Linked DNA regions of Xenopus laevis: region 2 is linked to region 1. Evidence: chromatin contacts called from public Hi-C data. All regions are on one chromosome and are shown on one strand. The core of a region is the stretch at or near the end of the contact, and the rest is flanking DNA. Distances in the headings are between cores, read along the strand shown. Region 1 has its middle 48 kb from the start of ier5.L. Region 2 has its middle 21 kb from the start of kiaa1614.L.

Region 1 (2,857 bases), core at 143-2,642:
GTGGTTATTAAGATGTTGTGTGTGTGTGTGTGTATGACTTTCACATCATATAATATTTTCTCACGTACACTTCTGTACTGCAAACATCTAATTATAGAACTGGCCCTGCCAGTTTCTCAGCTGCAGTTCAGGATTTGCTTGGGGCCGTATGACTAAGCACATAGCAGTGCAGGGGTTATAAGCAGGGTTTGGAAAATTACTGCTCTTTGTTTTCAGGCAGGAATTAAAAATAACTAGCTACGGTTAAATAGAAAAAACCTTAAACTTGTGTTAGGGCTACAAAAACAAACATATTATCATGGGGGCAAGGTACCAAGGAAAAAAGCAAACCCAAAAAATCAGTGTTTTTTGCCCACAATGCAACTGTTCCCAAGAACTGCACATGTCACTGACAGATGCAACCTTTTGCAATCCCAGAATGGAGCACAAATAGTTGTATCTGCTTCTATATATAGTGCTGTTTATGTCTGTTGGCACTTCATACATTAGGGACGTACATTAGTGGAATGTTAGCATCCTCTGCCTTGTGACTCATTCATTATGCACAAAAGAAGAGTGAATAAGTACTGAGTAAAATATTACCCCCCACATACACACACACAAATATACAGCAGACTAAGGCTTTGTGCAGAACTCCATTTCAAGTTAAGTACCTTGCCTCAGTCTACAGCACCCCACAAGGTACCAGGGGCAGCAAAAAACTTTAGAAGCTGAAATTCTGGTTATCAAACTGGAAATTCTGCTCTTCTAGTTCAGCGAGTAAAATTGCGCCCCCTAGCCCTACTCCGGCAGGTTTGGCATTGTGAAAGCTGCCTCATGCAGCCTCGCGCTAGAATCTCCCCTGTCTATAGAAACTTAGATCTGAAAGATGAAATTTGCACAATTATGTCCTCTGAGTCTAAAGTCAGGTGCAATATTTGAGATTCTGGGGGGGCTAATATGATTGGCCTGATTTCTATTGGAAATGTCATACCAACTGAACATGCCTAGAAAAGCAAGCTAAATAAAGTTTAAAAGGTGCACTGATCTGCCACCACACAGGATATACAGCAGTCGCAACTAGGCACTGACCCAGTATTTAGTCATTATATGCGATAAGTATACAGTGTCAACAAGATAAAAGTCAATGTTTTTTATGATCCTTACTTAAAACGCTGACCCATAAACGTTGATCGGGGAATTTTCTTTTCTGTGAGTTAATGTGAAAGATGTCAGCTCATAACAGAGAATGCACCAAACTGTAACCCTGTAGACTGTGTAGACTGTTGGCCTGAGGCTAAGTGAATACCCAGCCTGCTTCTTGGAAGGTGAGGGATTTGGTTCAGGGCCACTTTTGGGACCTAAGGGTACCCCAGATCTTTCAAAAGTTGCAGTATAAAGCAGCCAGGGCCCTAAGCCCCTAACTCACATCCAGGCACTGTGGTATGTTGGTGCAATAATAGCTTTTGAGGTTTATAAACACTGGGCAAATTTGCACATGGGCAGTAGCCCATAGCAACCAATCACTGGCTTTTCTCAGGCAGCTGCAGGTTCAACAGTGAAAGCAGACATTTGATTGGCTGCCATGGGTTACTTCCCAGGTGTAAATTTAGCCATTGTTTTATAAATGAGCCCAAATGTCTTGCATTAAATGCAGTTCAGATCAGTCTAGGTGCTGTTGGAAAAATTACCTTCTGTATCTAGTTAAAAAATACCACTGCAACAATTCTGGTAACTGCAATCAGGACCGCCATCAGAAATCACAGGGCCCCATACGACAAAATTTCCTGGGCCCCCTGGGCTGCGCCCACCGCAAGCCCCACCTACAGGTCTGCTCTCCCCAACCCACAGGTCCGCCCCCCACCACACAGTAAAAAAACAAAAAAAATATTGGTGGCTAGGATTCCCACATATTAATAAAAAGATATTGGTGGTCAGGGCCCCCCATTAAAAAACATTTGTGGCCAGGGCCCCCCATTAAAAAATATTGGTGGCTAGGACCCCACAGGAGAAAAAAAAATGGTGGCCAGCCCCCCCCCCCACATTATAAGAAAATTGGTGGCCAGGGCCCCTTAAACATCCATGCCTTCCCGAAGTCAGCAGCTCTCACAAAGATGGGGGCCCGGCTAATCAAGTAAGTGTGGCATGGCCGGGCCCCCCTTACCCTTGGGGCCCCCTACAACTCTCCCCCCTGTCCCCCCTGATGGCTGCCCTGACTGCAATAACGTTTAAATGCAATATCTCCAAGACCAAAAAAATGCCCTACACAGACAGTGTTATCTTCCTTAGAAAAATCAATTTATATATAATTTGTCACCTTTAATAAACCTAATGTGAAGCCTCACATAGCTAAATGCTTTTGGACCCTGCTGAAAAATCTGGTGCAAGTCTGCCACATGAGGTTGTGTTAAATATAGTCTGGCTCATTAATCAACAGTTAACCAACAAGAGCAAACACAACAGTGTGCATGTACACCAGTACTACAATGCAATTAAAAGTTCATTGCATTGGATTTAAAATATGGCACAAGTTGCAGAAGGCAGCACTATCATGATTTTCAGTCAATTCAAACTGCATACCTGTCATTTAATCAGCTTATGTCACTTTATGGAGAGTGGTTCCACAACAGCAGGTCAAAGAACTGAAGTAGGGGCCCACACGTGTGAAACTTGAGGCAACTGTTCATTTACTGCTTTGGGTATAGCAAGTAAAACAAGAATAAGAATATTAAAACCATGTTTTACCATGTTTGTTATAGAGTCTGAGCATACATTTTATAAGATAACTATATTTTTAACAGATCTTACAAACCCTTTGATTCAGTGACTATCATGTAGTTTTATAGAGCTTCTTTACATATAGTAGGTTTTTGGGCTG
Region 2 (2,857 bases), core at 128-2,627, 100 kb before region 1:
AAAATTTACTGGGAAAAAGCTACAGCACAATATAAAAATATTTGGAGATCGTTTTACCTCTTTGGGGACATTAACATTAGTCTTAAATAGTACATGTATAGTGTCTGTTATGGAAAACCCCATTATCCAAAAGGCTCTGAAATACAGAATTAGCTGTAATGTTTGTCCATGAGGTCGGTTAAAGCCGTACACCGTGGTCATATGTGACGTGACATGCTGAGGAAGGAAGCCGGCCATTGTGAGTATAAAAGCTGTTCACCTAAATAAGACTTTGCCAGGAGAGTTGTGCAGTGTTGTTTACATTTAAATTCAGCAGGAAATCTATGCAGATCCACACCATTAAGATGTAATAGGTTATCCCAGGACTATTTGGTCCTGTCTCCACAAATCCATGTGTTTGTGCAATTCAGCCATCATAGAACCTAATGCCTAACCGTGGCTTAATTTAGGGTGGTGGCAGATGGGGAGATTAGTCGCCCATTGACACATTTCCTCTACTTGGGGCGACTGATCTCCCTGAAATGCCTTCCCACTGGCAAGAATACGAATTGCCGGTGGGATGGCATATCAATTGCTTCGGATTTCTGAAGTCGCCCGAAGTTTCCTCGTGAGGAAGCCTTGTGCAATCTCCCCTAATCACAGATAATTTGCTGGAATACCCAGTATGTTAGTGCACAGGCCCAGACTGGCATTCAGAATAGGCCCTGGCATTTCAAGCACACAGAGGCCCAAATAGCCCAATAAATAGTGACTGTCTATGGCAACTTACAACAGCACGTCCGGCATTTGCCAGAACGGCCTTGAATTATTTCCTTATAGACAGGTAAGAAGCAAGTCCAGTGCCCAGTACCTTTAGTAATGAAAGAGTTATTGACGATGGTGTTCTTATTCCAGTGCCCTTCCCCCAACAAGAGAAGCCTTGCGCCTGGTGTCCCCGCAGGGAGTTTGTGTTGCTAATGAGCCCAGGTGGCCACAGACTAGTTCTCGGGGGACACACGGCACATTATGTGGCTCTGTGGGAGAGGAAGGAGACAGGCTGCTCTCAGCTGTTAGCAGAGACAGGAGGAGGAGGAGGGCATTTTGTCTGATCCCACTCCCTCCCCAACCCCCTTTGTCACTTACCTCCGCAGGCTTATTTGGCATCATCTCATTGCATCCCCGGCTTTCACAAGCAGCGCATCTCTTATGGAGGCTTCACAGTACATATTTCCTTGTTCATCTCAGGGAGTGCTGATGAAATTAGAAGGTTATGAAGCGCTGCAGCCTGTCAGCTGTAAAGCAGTTATGGGGCTAAAAAAAGCTGTTGATACATTGTGCTGGCAGTGTGCTGTGCTGAGGCAGGTATTAGCATAACCCTTTGGGTACCAGCAATATGCTCCCCAGCTATGGAGATGTCTAATTGGACTCTGAGACTTGTTACAGGCCGCAGTGAGCAGTAGAAGGGTTAATGCCGTGTGTGGGGCAGGGGCACATGGCTGGAATGCTGATTTCAGCAGTGAATTAAGTTGCTGGAATCATGACAGAAAGGTGTTGGTGCATCAAGGCTGCAATGATAATGGATTCAGGAATGCTCAGAAGGGCTGCAGCCAAGTGATGGATTTAGCAACGCTCTGACAGTCTGTAGCAATGATTAATAAAGCAGCGCTCTAGTGGGCTGCAACAGGGAAATAATGGAACCTGCCAAGCAGCAGACCCCCCCAAGGTATTATTAACTCTTCATTCCCTGTGTAGGAAGCCATTACACACTTGAGGAGGGGGGGGGCATTTCTCCTCTAAAATACACTAACTATTCACTGTGACAGTGTCTGAACCGTTTTCTCCATTAAAATATATAATATAGGTTTGGGACCTGTTATCCAGAATGCTCAGGACATGGGGTTTTCCATAATTTGGATCTTCATAGATTAAGTCTACTAGAAAATCATTTAAACATGAAATAGCATTGCTTCCAATAAGGACAATTATATCTTAGTTAGATCAAAGCACAAGGTGTACTGTCTTAATAAAGAGAAAATTATTTTTACAAATTTTAGATCATTTGGATAAAATGGAGCCTTATGGGAAGACGGCCATCCTGTAATTCGGAGAGTACTGGATAGCGGATCCTTTACCTGTACAAGAATATAGATGAGTGGGTGTATAACAATGTTAACTCAATATCATAGGACAATTTTCATACAATTCTACACATGTGGGGGCAGCTATGTCTTGAAAAGAACCCTTGTTCTATTAAATATTCCTCAAACATGACAAATAAAATGGTAGATCCCACTCATATGTATTTATCATATATTCAAATTCTTTACAGGGATTTTTCATGAGTCTGTGCCCCAGAGGAGCTTAGAGCTGAAGGTCCCTCATCACATACACTCTATGGTCAGTGTCATCAGGGGCCAATTGTACAGCCATTACATATGGATATATTTATATAGAGTATTTTGTACACACAGTAAGCTATGGCCTTGGGCTTCTGACTAATTCACTGAAGGGGAAATGCTTGGTCTAGCCTTGCAATCCATATGATTTTGCTGATTGCCTTAGCAACAGGATTAGACATTTCAGTGACCATGGAGACAAGTAGAATATAAAGACTATTTTTGCAGTTGCATGTACGTCTGTGTACATCAGTCTGGCTGGGTGAGTGGGGCACAACTGGAACAGAACCACTCGTCTAAATGAGCCCTAATATGCTCAATCATTCAGGAAACTGCTCAACCGACCTGCAAATATGATTTGGAAGTACAAAAATAAATAAAATGCCATTTTCCCCATCTCATGTGTGACTGAGCCTTTGGCTGTACACGGAGCACAAAGTGAAAGCTGATAATAGAAGCCTCCAGCTAGCCCCTGCTCCCCA

Evidence for each region. A called contact is a pair of places that touch in the nucleus more often than the background predicts.
Region 2: a Hi-C map of the XL177 cell line shows a contact between it and region 1, with 5 times the contacts expected there. The contact joins two enhancer-like sites. A contact is called at or near these places in 3 of 4 Hi-C or Micro-C datasets (the XL177 cell line, the XTC cell line and animal cap).

Annotation. Positions count from the first base shown.
Region 1 is chr4L:96,528,451-96,531,307 of Xenopus_laevis_v10.1, reverse strand. No RefSeq gene overlaps it. Among protein-coding and RNA genes, the nearest start is that of ier5.L, 48 kb to the left of the region's middle. Within about 2 kb of position 1,392, at least 1 of the 7 cell types and tissues checked has an H3K27ac peak or open chromatin away from gene starts, as enhancers often do.
Region 2 is chr4L:96,629,556-96,632,412 of Xenopus_laevis_v10.1, reverse strand. No RefSeq gene overlaps it. Among protein-coding and RNA genes, the nearest start is that of kiaa1614.L, 21 kb to the left of the region's middle. Within about 2 kb of position 1,377, at least 5 of the 7 cell types and tissues checked have an H3K27ac peak or open chromatin away from gene starts, as enhancers often do.